2 separate regions of the Zea mays genome follow, and region 1 is linked to region 2. The links are chromatin contacts, called in public Hi-C maps. All regions are on one chromosome and are shown on one strand. Each heading gives the region's core, a stretch centred on a gene start, on an enhancer-like site or on the middle of the called end of the contact. The rest is flanking DNA. Distances are from core to core; before and after follow the strand shown. Region 1 has its middle 17 kb from the start of LOC111590831. Region 2 has its middle 73 kb from the start of LOC100281622.

Region 1 (6,237 bases), core at 3,342-5,841, 590 kb after region 2:
TGCACATTTATGTCATAGCATCACAGTTTGTTTTATGACACTATACACCCTATGGATGCTATGGTATAGAAATGGTCCACACTTTAGCCTAAGTATGTGCAATTTGGCTATTGAGGCCAAAGTTGAGATTTCTATGAAAGCACATATTTAAGGGGAGCATTGTATATCATAGGATTCAAAATTGTGCATTAAATTCAATCTTTTATAAGCTTTAGTTGTGTTGCCACCAATCACCAAAAAGGGAGAGATTGAAAGACCCCTTGTGGATTTTGGTGTTTTGGATGACAACACAATTAAAGGTCTAATCAGGGTGTTAAGTGTTGAGTAGATACTTAGTGAAAAGGTTACAATGCTCAACATATGGAGACAATAATGATATTCCATATAAGCTGAGTTGGATATGGTCTATGCATATCACAAGTCAAAGTGAAGGATGGACATTGTCAAGTGGGACCCAATGTACATGACTTGAAGACATCTGGTTGAACCAAGGACAACTGGACAAGGCAAGATGGTCTTTGAAGACAGGGTTTGAGAAACCCAAGCCTTTGTGGCTTCCTTAATAACAAGGAGGTAGGTCACCTTTGTGACAAGCTAAACCACAAGAAAAATCCTCGTGTTTATGTGTTTTTACTTTATATGTGTTTTACTTGTTTATGAGATGATATTAGGGTTTGATCATGATCTATTATTTTATGATTATGTGGAAACATTGATGTGGTGAATTAGGCTCTGCTCTACCCCAGGAAGCTTAGTAATTTACTTGAGCTAGTTTTATTTAGACAGGTTTTAAATTGTGATCTTAAGTAGGTCAGTGCACGGTAGTGTCGAGCTCTAAGCAGCGGTGTTGCATCTATTGCCAACTATTTTTAGAAGTGTTGTTTTTAACATGCCTATTCACCCTTCTCTAGTCATAGAAAATCCTTACAACCTGTTATCAAGATAGCCCTATAAATCATGGATGGTTACAGATGGCAACGAGTAAAATGCCCGCGGATAGGAGGTTTTATTTATTACCTGCTCCCGCGAGCTAAAACTCATGCCCGCATCCGCACCCTCCACCCTCCACGGACACAATATCATGCCCATATCTAGGGATGTAATATGGTTCAGAAAATATTCGTCCGGATCCAGATTCGAAGATGGTGAATACTGATTCGGATATAATTTTCGGATTTTCGGATTTTTCGGATAACGGATACGGATACGGATAGTCTGATCGGATGTCGGATCCGAATATAATATGACTGATATCCGTCGGATATCGAATATCCGCGACTTTGATCGATGTATCCGACATTTATCCGAACAAATATCCGACAGATCACAGCCACGCCTCAGCCAAACCCAGCCCACGGCCACAGCCCACATGGCCAAGGCGGCAAGGCAACAGCCCACATAGCCACACTCATTGCTACAGCCCACAACGCACATGGCCACAGCCCACCTGGCCACGCTCACGCACGCACAAGCAAAGCACTGAAAGCAGGCAACTTCAGGTCTTCAGCATGTAAGGCCGTAAGGGTAAGGCCACAGCGGCACGCCACACGCACGCACAAGCGACGCACTCGCACTGCACAGCCCGTCAGCCACGCGGTCAGCGGCACGCAAACTCCCAATTCCAAACCCTAGACGTTGGCGGCGATGGCAGGTCGACAGCTCCAGCCAGGCAGCCAGCCACGAGCCCACGACGACCGCGGACGTCCGCTCCTCACGGCCTCACCTCCTCGGCTCTTCATCTCACGACAGCGCAGCCTGCAGGCGGGAGGCCGCTCTGATCCCTCGCGCCGGACTTGACGACGGGTGACTGCCTGACTGGTGAGTGAATCTTCCATTCTTGGTCCGCTTACGGCGACGGCGGTGCTGTAAGGTCCCATAATCGTCGACGTTTATCTACGCTGGCTTTGAGGGATTGTATCGTGTCAAAGCAGTTTTTAAATTGTTGTAGCATTCAAATGACTCTCACTAGTCAAGTGCAGCATTCACTGGTGATTAATTGTTGTTAAACTGACTATAACACTTGCTTTTAAATTGAATCTTACTGATGTAGCATGGCATCTGGAAGTGGCAGTGGGTGCGCAAGCACTGGAGCATCCCTTGTTGCTGCGAACACCCTGGCTGTGGCTGTGCAAGAAACAACTCCAGTTAATGGAGCTGGAGAAGGAGAAGATGGAGAAAGAACAACTGATATTGGAGTGAAAGAGTCTGATACAAAGAAAAGGAAACCAAAAAGACAAACCTCTGGGGTTTGGGACTACTTTATCATGTCCATTGTACAGAGAAGGGAGATAAGGGCGAGACCGAGGAACAAATTTGGGCAAAATGCAAGAAGTGCAAGTTCAAAACTCGTGGTGAATCATCGAGGGGCACAACTATCTTCTGGAACCATTTGACATCAAGGCACTACATACATAGAGGGCAGCAAGAACTACAAGTTCAGAAAGGTGAAGGTAACAATGCTATTGTTCAAAATTTCAAGTATGATCCTGAAGCTAGCTTGAGGATGTTCCTGTCGATTTTCTGCAACTATTGGTGGAAGTTCTATGAGATAAAGTTAGCACTTAGAGAATGGTGTGAAAGTGCCAATATCACTATAGCTTCTATGGCCGAAGCAATGCAGAAAAAATATGATAAGTATTGGAAAAAGTCCAACATAGCTCTTGCAGTGGCTTGCTTTCTTGATCCTAGATACAAGAAAAAATTGGTAGAATATTTCATGTTGAAGATTTATAAGGACAGTGCTGTCGCGGAACTCACTCGCTTTATGGATGTTGTGAACCAATTATTCCAATCATATTTGAGCAGTACACGTGATGTTTCTATTACTCAAACTGATCTTGCTGCAAGTACATCTAACTCAATTTGTATAAATACTGACATTGACGAGTTTATATATGAAGATAATGATGCAGCCTAAGGTGAAACAAATGAATTGGATGTGTACATGAAAGATAAACCAATTCGATGGGTTGATCCTACTGGTAAAGGTCTACAATTTGACATATTATCATGGTGGAAGGCCAACCAAGTTACATATCCTGTTCTCTCGCGTCTTGCTCGTGATGTATTGGTTGTTCAAGTCTCTACTGTGGCCTCAGAATGTGCTTTCAGTTCGAGTGGGCGTGTTGTGAGTAAATATCGCAGCCGTTTAGAGCATGAGACTGTGGAGGCATTAGTTTGTACCAGAGACTGGAATCTTGCATCTAACAAAGGTAAAACTGACAGTACATACTTGTTCCTGTTTTGCTTGCTGCTAAGTATTTTATCTTATCACTTTTAGATCGCAATGACAAGGTACCATCAATTGTTGAGGAGTTCATGGCAGATGAAAATGAATATAGCTCGACAATTGAAGAGGTTAGTATTTATTTCAATTACTTGCTGTTGTTGACAATTGACATACTATGTTTCAATTTAATATGCACTATCTGTAGGGACAGAACCAAGCTGACAATGAAGGAAATGGTGAGGATAGTGAGGATGAGGGCAGCGATATGGAGTTATGATTTTTCTGCAGCTGTTCATGGGAGTCTGTTTCACAAGTTTCAGTGCTCCGAAGCCTAAGATGATGCTTAAATCTTGGTTTTCGACATTTTGGCGCTAGCTGGTAGCTGCTACACTTAATCCTTAATGTAGTAATGACAATGTAGTTCTATTTTGGAGAGGCATGTACTATTGTGACATTTTGGCGCTAGCTGGTAGCTGCTACGACATTTTGGCTGCTAGCTGGTAGCTAGTTCTATTGTGACATGTACGCAGTACAGTACTTATCATTTAGCAATGCTGATGGCTCACGCTCATGACTGCTTGCCTATTTACTTAGCTTTATCTGTCTATTAGACTGATCGGTTGTGACATTTGAATGTGGATGCTATATATGAATGAATGATGTGTCTTTATATCCGAAAAAATATTCGTAACCGAAGATATTCGCATCCGATTCGTTCCGTATTCGATATGTGACAATTTGTATCCGTAACCGAGACAATCCGTATTCGTATTCGTATCCGAAGATATCCGAATTCGAATCCGAACAAAAAAATGAAAACAAATATAATATTAGTAATATCCGTCCGTATCCGATCCGATTACATCCCTACCCATATCCTCTATCTGCGGGTAGAGGATACCAGCGGGCATGCATGTTTATTTTCCACAAAAATAACATGATACTAAATCAAAGACAATACACATAGTATATTGATTTTGCATGAACAACAAAGATAAGACATCAAATCCACACAGTATATTTAGTTCTTCACCTTATTGTTGGATGGGGAGGAAATCCTAAGCTGTGTTAGGTGCCGGCTTGCCGGCTGACGGTAGGGGAGGAGCAGGGAGCCAGGGACCTCTACTTTTGCCAAGCCACTAGCGCATGACATTGACAGGAGGAAGAGAGCCTAGGGCCAAGGTCGTCACAGACTCGAGAGATCGGGTAGGGGAGAAGAAGGAAGCCAAGGACCTCTGCTTCTGCCTTCTGGTAGGTTTCGTCGTTCCAACAGGGGAGGTGGGACGGCAGGGGCTCACGTCGTCGAGAGGGATACGGCCAGTCGGCCACACGGGAGCCACAGCAACGTCCTAGAGAGCAGATTTACGGCGGCGCGGGCGCACAACCTGGTGGGCGGTGGCTCACGCCGTGGGAGGCAGGAGGCTGCGGCAGGGACTTGGGAGCATGGAGATGAAAACATAATTTTTGTTATATTTATTCCCTAATACGGGCCGCATGTCAGGTTTCTGGAGCGAGTTTAGCGGATATGTGGGTGCGGGTACTTTTTTTTTTGCCCGCTAAAAAATATCCTTTAGGTTTATTGTTGTATCCTTATACTTGCCCGCGGATACAAAATTATACCTGCATCCGCACATGGTTTATTATCCACAGGTACGCGGATATTTCATGCTCATTGCCATCTCTAGATAGTTTCTTTGTGCATGATACCCTCAAATACACCTTTACTCAAAGATCAATATAAAATGTTAGTATCTCGTTGTTCGAAGTGTAGGCATTCTTCTTCCTCTTGGATGAGATCTTTCGTCTTCTCATCCAAGAGATTAGAAGAGCCTATGTTTACAATCCACTGTATTTTTTATCAATATTGTGAAAATATCTTAAGTCTTCATCGCATAAACCGTGTGCCATTAAAAACCTATGGTTCGGATCCTTTAGGGCTCGTTCGTTTCTTCCAACTCGAAAACAGGCATGTTTTCATTCCTGCGCCGGATGAAGTGGATCCAGGTGGTTCACTAGAACGTAAAAAGATCTGATTTGGTTTGATTCCAGAGGCTTGTAGGTGTGGATCCAATTCAAACAATTGAGAGGGTGAAAAGGACTGAAATGACTTGGTTTTATTCTGAATTGCCCATATCCGAACAACCATTTATGGATACTTCATGTTTTAACCTGGGCTGAATATATCGGGATGGAACGGGCTGTTCCGGGCCAACCGAACGAGGTCTTAGTCGTCATCCTCTCGAGTCAACTAAAACCACAAATAAAAAAGATCATGCACTAATACCACTTGTAGGAAGAGATGGCAAACTAAAGAGGGTGAATAGCCATTTATAGAATTAATTATGTCGGCTAACTGATACAAATGCAGAATTAAAACTATTTAATCTAACCAAGACTATATGCCATAACAAACTGAATCTCCACTCCTAGTTATACTTTAGTCTGTTAGTCAAATACAGAAATCGTGCACTGTCATGGTCAGCAGCCAACACGTATGGGGGCATGAGAGGTTATGCAATGTCTACCACTCAACATGAACTTTTCTCAGGTTTAGCTTGCGCATCACTAACTAATTTAACACCTTTAGGCTCTGGTCAACAGATCGTACATATAATTATGCAAAACACTGTTTATGCTATTTATATAATGAAATTTAAAATAGAAAGTAGGATAGGAGGTATGATAAAAAAAAAAGTCTGCTATAGATTGCCTTACAAATGGAAGGGTTGATCAACCTCGGATAGGGATGGTAATATACTATAAATTTTAAGAATCGAATATAGCTCTATTTCTATTTATTTTTAAACTAAAATTATTGAAGACTCCTAATTAGTTATGAAGAAACATTTGAATTGTAATCCATTACCATACCTACCCTTATGCAGTGGTTCGCTTGGCCTTTTTGCCACTCTAGCTGCTTGCACGTCTCAGGCTCTCAGCTCAAGTCAAATCGTTTGTTCTCATTCCTCACTCAATAAATATTGATATGTCCATTCTGGCTTCCACTT
Region 2 (6,488 bases), core at 3,775-6,274:
TGGGAACAATGTAATGAGTTCAAGAGAAGATATCCAGAAATACAACTCGAGGATGAGTTGTTTGTCGGAGAGGAGGGAAATGTTATAGATGCTTTTGTGGGCCGCCAATTCACAAGGCGCAGAAATAGGAAAGAGGAGATAAGTCAGGAATAGTTTCTGTTTTATCAGTTCCTAAATAATAGGTTAGTTCCTTTTTATGTGGCTAAATAGTAGCAGTTCCTAAATGATAGGTTAGTTCCTTTTTATGTGACTAAATAGTAGCAGTAGATATGTCTATCCTGAGACCGCCTATGGCTATAAAGGCGGCTGGGCATCAGCTGTAATAATCAACCAGGAATAAGATCTTCCTTCTGTTTGGGCGAGATCACCTGGGATCATCCTGGCCAAGCACGACGCCGGTGCAGGAGATCTGGGTGATCAGCGCCCTCTTTTTCCATACACCTTGCGCCACTCCAATCTCCCTGTCCACTCCCCATTGAAGAACACCAGGAAACCAAGGTTACGGACTCACCAGCGAGGAGTCGATAACAGTGACTCTCTGCAAGTAGAAAAATGGGGAATTTTTAATTACGGAATTAAAGCAGTGATCAAGGACAGGAAATCTAATTTTCGTTGGTGTGCTATAAATTTGTATGGTCTGGCCAATCACCATTTCTCTGGGATGTTTCTTCAGGAGCTTTCAGAATTATGTGAAAATGAGATATTGCCATTTATAATTAGGGGAGATTTTAACCTGATCAGGAGCGAGAGTGAGAAAAATTCCCTTCACATTGATCGGAATCTCATAGATATTTTTAATGGCTTCATACAAGATCATAATCTTAGAGAGGTGTCCATGGGCAGACTCAAATACACCTGGTCTAACAAACAAAACATCCCTATGCTAGTTAAGTTGGACAGGTTTTTAATGTCAACTAATTGGGAGGATAGGTTTCCTCTATGCAGGGCATGGGGTCTGACTAGGGTTGGATCTGACCATTGCCCATTTATTCTGGATTCTAGAGAGCGTAGAACTCCCAGGCATAGATATTTTTTCTTTGAGAATAACTAGCTTTTGGAGTCAAATTTCAAAGAGATTATCAGCAAGAAATGGAGAGAAATGGAGAAGAATAGGCCGGAGGACATCTACTCAGAACATGAAGAAAAAGGAGCTTCTTCAACAGTTGGGTGATCTAGATGAAGCGATTGGGGTTGCTGGAAACCCCGCATGGCTTTGGATGGAAATGCATGGAGTTGAGAAGAATCTGGAACATATTTATCTTCTGGAAGAATTGTATTGGCAGCAAAGATCAGGGGAGAAGTGGACCTTGAAAGGGGATTCTAACTCTAGATTCTTTCACCTTTATGCAAACATGCGAATGAGGAAGTGCAGTATTGCTTTATTGGAAACGGGAGACGGGGAGATCAGGGAATCGAATGAGTTGGTGGCTTTGTGGAATTTTACAAACTTTAGTTTGGTCCAACTGTCACTTGCAACATGAAGTTAGGGGAAAACTTTTGGATCAGGAGGCCAAAGCTTAGCAGGGAGGAATTAGAATCTCTTGCAAAGCCCTTTGGGGAAGAAGAGATCACTCAAGTTATTGAGAATTTAGACGTGGACGCTGCACCAGGACCAAATGAGTTTGGAGGTGCGGCTTTCTTTAAAAACTTCTGGCATATTATTAAAAGGGACATATTGAAGATGTTCAAGGATTTCTATGAAGGGAAGTTAGACGTTCATCGACTGAACTATGGAGTTATCAGGCTCATCCCCAAGGTCAAGGAGGCCAATAACATCAAACAATTCCGGCCCATTTGTCTTCTAAATGTAGACATCAAAATATTCACCAAAGGTCTTACAAATAAGCTTTCCTCGGTAGCCAAGAGGGGTCATCGGAGGAAATCAGACAAGTTTCTTAAAAACATAAACATTTTAGAAGGGTCGTCATCTGCACGAGGTGTTGCATGAGCTGAAAGCCTAAAAGAAGAAGGGGCTATTGTTGAAAATTGACTTTGAAAAAGCATACGACAAAGTCATGTGGGATTTCCTAGAGGAGATCATGAATTCCAAGAATCTTCCATCCAAATGGGTTGAGATGGTGATGAGGACTGTCAAGGGCAGCAAGTAGGGGTGGTAATAGATCACGATCCAAATACTTCTTCACAAAATGGTAGGGCCCTAAATAAATTTTAGTTCAAAAATGAATAGAAATAGAGCCTGGTCCTAATTCGATCCTTAAATCTTATAGTGTAAAATTTAGAGTCAATTGTCACCTATAGCGGCAAGGTGTGTATAAATGTCAACAATGAGATGAGCAACTTTTTTAGAACCTTTAGAGGGCTAAGGCAGGGCAATCCTCTTTCGCCTCTTCTATTCAATCTTGTGGCGGATGCGCTCGGTGTGTTGTTAGAGGAAGGGGTTGACAAAGGTCACATCTCCGGGGTACTGGGGATATCCTTCGAGGGGCATTTCTCACATCTAGTATGCAGACGACACAGTGATAATGATTGATGGGTCAGATAGGTCTATTATAAACTTGAGACTCATACTTTATTGCTTCGAATGGTTGTTTGGGCTGAGGATAAATTTTCACAAAAGTGAAGTGTATGGGTTTGGGTTTTCGCAGCAGGAAAAAAGAAAGGATGGAAAATATGTTCAATTTTGCGTTGGGATCTCTCCCCATGAAAAAGAAGGGTAAACACCTATCCTTTGGGGGGACTTTTTGACGAATTCCTGTCTAAGTAATTTTCCTATTTACACAATGGGTTTCTACCTTTTGCCCAAAGAAATTCACCGAAAAATGAAATCCTGTCGGGCTAATTTTTTTGGCAAGGGACCGATGATAAAAATAGTTCACATGGCTAAATGGGATTCGATTACTAGGCCGAGAGACCAAGGTGGCTTGGAGTCATTGATATGTTAAACATGAATGAATGTCTGCTGGTGAAGTGGATCTGGAAAATATCTCAAGGCTCCAAAGACACTTGGTAGAAAATAATCAAAGCTAAATATATGCCAGATAACAACTTCTTGGTCTCCAAAATCAAGATGGTTTCTCAATTCTGGAAAGGTTTACACAAAGTTAAACATCTTTTTCAGTGGGGGCGGTGAATAAAGTCAAAGATGGGGAAGGAACCCTCTTCTGGTTTGACACTTGGATGTGCGAGGTGCCTCTCAGTGTAAGATATCCTAGATTTTTTGACATCTGCGAGAACAAAAAGGCTCTGGTAGCTGACTGTTTGGAAGATGGTAGCTAGAATGTGGATTTTAAGAGAGCTCTTACGGCTTCCGAATTTGGCGAGTGGAAGGAACTTTGTGCCAACCTTCAGGGTTACACCTAGTCTCAAGGAGGAGTCACAGTATCGTGGGCTTTGGATAAGTCTTATAAATTCACCACAAAACCACTTTACAGATTTAGAACCGATGGGGGAATCACTAAAAACATTCATGGTATAATCTAGAAGTACAGGGTACCTTTGAAAATTAAGATCTTCCTTTAGCAACTTTATAGTAGGAAAATCCAAGTGGCGATGGAGATGAAAAAAGGGTTTGGAAAGGAAGCGGTTCTTGCTCCCTTTGTGGAGAATTTGAAACTGCTGAACACATTTTCGCCCACTGTGTACTAGCCAAATACGTGTGGGGTTGCATTTACCTTGTCTTTGGTCTGAACCCCCCTCCAGATCGGTGGAAGATTTTTTTTTTGGGGACCAAAACCTTTATATTTTCAAGTTTGCAGGGCTGTTTTGGGCCATGTGGTGTAATCGGAATAGGATGGCGATGGAGAAGCGGTTTCCTAAGAGCCCACATGAGATCTTATATAACGCCATATCTTTTCTGCAGAAATGGAAGTCTCTCCTCAAGCAAAAGGATTTAGAGAAGGTGAGGTGTTTGATCAGCTCCCTGAAGAATTGGTTGTGTAATTTCCAACCAGCCTTAGGAGAGGTGTCTGACATCGAGGTTATCTGAGGCCGAGCTGGTGTTGGGTGGGTTGATACTTTGTTGCGTAGAGGCTGGAAGGGAGTGTGGGTGTTTGTGTGAGCTTAACGCTTTTTCCTTTGTTATCCTGTAACTCTCTAGTGGTGTGTGTTAGTGGGGCCAATTCCTGGTTCGTGTTTTGTTCTGTTGAACCTAGGCTTTCTTATAAGTAACACTCCTTCAAAAAAAGGTTCCTTCTATTCTCAGTCCTCTCGTGCAGATAATTTAGGATGCCAAGATGCAATAGCTACTTCCAGGTCCGCCCTTTCTTGGACTCCCTCTCCCTCACCGAAAGTCCAACTCATCAGTTGCCCTGTTTTCATTCCAATATACCCTCAACACTAGGGTGATCAGTCATGTCAATGAGTACATCAAAACATACGGTTCCTGCAAGTGTCTGAAGGTTAAACAAAATGGACGCTGCTCCTTTATGTCCGTCGTCTTCAGGTTTTCAGTCTTCAGTTTCCACGTTTGCCTGCCGATGTCTGCGGTTGGATCAGGGTGAACTGCGAGTTCTTCAACTACGTTCATCACAGAGCCACATTCTGCTCGGCTGCATGGTGTTAAGAGCCTACTATGCTGCCCTTCTGTTCAGAGTTTCAGACATTGCTAACGTCTTCAGAAAATGCGTGCAGGCCAGAGCTCATCGGTCACCGAGGCCAACAGGAAGAGCGATTTGTCGCTGGGAACGTCAAGACGTACGTCGTATTCCGCGACGTGGTTGGGCGTCTAGCTGCAGCGAGAAAGAAATTTCGCCCCTCTCCTTTTGCTCTTTCTAAATTTCTTTTCTGATAAAAGAAGTCAAGTATGGCCCAGTAATTCTGTAAGCTTGTAAACCGTCATCCCCTCTGCATATTCTGATTTTTTGGGGGAATTTTCCATGTCTTGTAAACGTTTGTTAAAAAGATTTTTACGACCCCACAAGTGGGAGACGATCGTACACAACATTTTGTGCTGATATAGAAATGCTTGAAAAAAGACCGAAGTTGTTGCCATGCTCACACAAGAGCGCCCTACGCAATTTTGGCCTCGGCCTTGCGAGGAGAGCACACGCGTGGGCCGTGAACCAAACGAGAGCCCTAATGTCCGATCGAGGCACGTGGGGCGTGAGCCCGTGAATCGGCGCCATCAACCAGTCGTCGTCGGCCATGATCGTCGGAGATTCACCGCACGTTTGGTTCCAGCTACAGCTACAGATGGCCAAATAAGCATGTCTAGTTGGCCACCACGAGACACATAGGATGTGTTTGGTTGACCGGCCCAACCCATAACCAGGCCTGTTTTGTACAGTGTAGATTTGTTTGGTTGCCTGGCCTAGCTCGGCAGTCTGGCTGAGGCGAGCCAGAAACAAATTTAGGCCTGGCTGAGTACAAACGTGAGGTTTCTAGGTTTTCAGTGCGGCCTGGCCCGACTTTGGTTAGGGTTTGCCTCAGCTGACGCCTTCTCTCTCGCCTCTCTCGTCGCCCGCAGACGACGGCTAGGGTTTGCCGGAGCTGCGGCTCTCGCCTCTCTCTCGTCTCTCTCAGCCGTAGCCGCGGACGCTAGGGTTTGCCGCAGCTGCTGCTCTCGCCTCTCTCTTCTGCTGTCGTGCTCTCTCTCGACCCGGCGGACGAGCTCGCACTTACCCGACCTTCTCTTTCTTTTTCCTGCGACCTCGATTGGCTCTCATCTGCGAGTGAACACTTTCCCTATCCTAGATCAGCTCACCGCAGCAACAATCGCATCTTCTCAGGTTTGTCCCCCATCTAGATCTATTGTTCTTTAATATTTTCTTGTATTTTTTTTGCTTCGATTATACTAATCCTTCGGTCTTGTTGCAAGGTCATCTCCCCCTGACCTAGATTTGCTGCTTGACCTAGATTCGCTAATACCTCATACACAGGCCAGTCTTTACCTCATACTCCTCTATTTCTAAGTACATATTTGCTTATTTGTACAGTCTTAATTTCCTGAGTGTGTTTAGTTGTTGGCCTGATTGTGTGTAGTTAAGTACATATCTGTTTATTTTTTTTCTGTTTCCTGATTGTGTTAGTTGTAAAATAGTGTGCTTCTTTTTCTGTTTGCATCCAGATATCTTGTGTTTTTGTTCAATTACTTCGTGCAGCACCCTTGTTTTGCATTGGAACCTCCAATCAAATATTTGATGGTACTCACTGATGTCAAAATTCACTGGCTTTCACTGTAAGATAACTACTATTCATAAGTAGTCAGTTATATATGTTTGTTTTTTACAACTATTCATATGTGCATCCATGAGAATCATAAGGCCAGATGGATGAAAAAAATCGACAAGACAACTAAGCTACATAATAACATGTTCAGTCATATAAAAGATTTTTTTTTGCTTAACACAATTATATAAAAAATGTGTATGTTACATCCATCTACCTGAATCCTCCCATGCCAGGTTCCCTTGATCCTAGCTAAGTATTGGTAATCTCTATGAATTGTACTAGTATGACCAGAAACATGTTGCCAAGTGTGAACTGAATGTACATAAGATATTTTCGGTAAGTAGAAATCTGAAACTGGC

What was found. Hi-C and Micro-C count contacts between places; a contact is called where the count stands out from the background.
Region 1: a Hi-C map of tassel shows a contact between it and region 2, with 7 times the contacts expected there. The contact joins two enhancer-like sites. A contact is called at or near these places in 2 of 25 Hi-C or Micro-C datasets (ear and tassel).

The regions. Positions count from the first base shown.
Region 1 is chr2:143,860,685-143,866,921 of Zm-B73-REFERENCE-NAM-5.0, forward strand. It overlaps a transcript of LOC100276786 not described here. Among protein-coding and RNA genes, the nearest start is that of LOC111590831, 17 kb to the right of the region's middle. Within about 2 kb of position 4,592, at least 8 of the 20 cell types and tissues checked have an H3K27ac peak or open chromatin away from gene starts, as enhancers often do. A contact at or near this core is called in ear and tassel, where this site is marked.
Region 2 is chr2:143,273,832-143,280,319 of Zm-B73-REFERENCE-NAM-5.0, forward strand. No RefSeq gene overlaps it. Among protein-coding and RNA genes, the nearest start is that of LOC100281622, 73 kb to the left of the region's middle. Within about 2 kb of position 5,025, at least 7 of the 20 cell types and tissues checked have an H3K27ac peak or open chromatin away from gene starts, as enhancers often do. A contact at or near this core is called in ear and tassel, where this site is marked.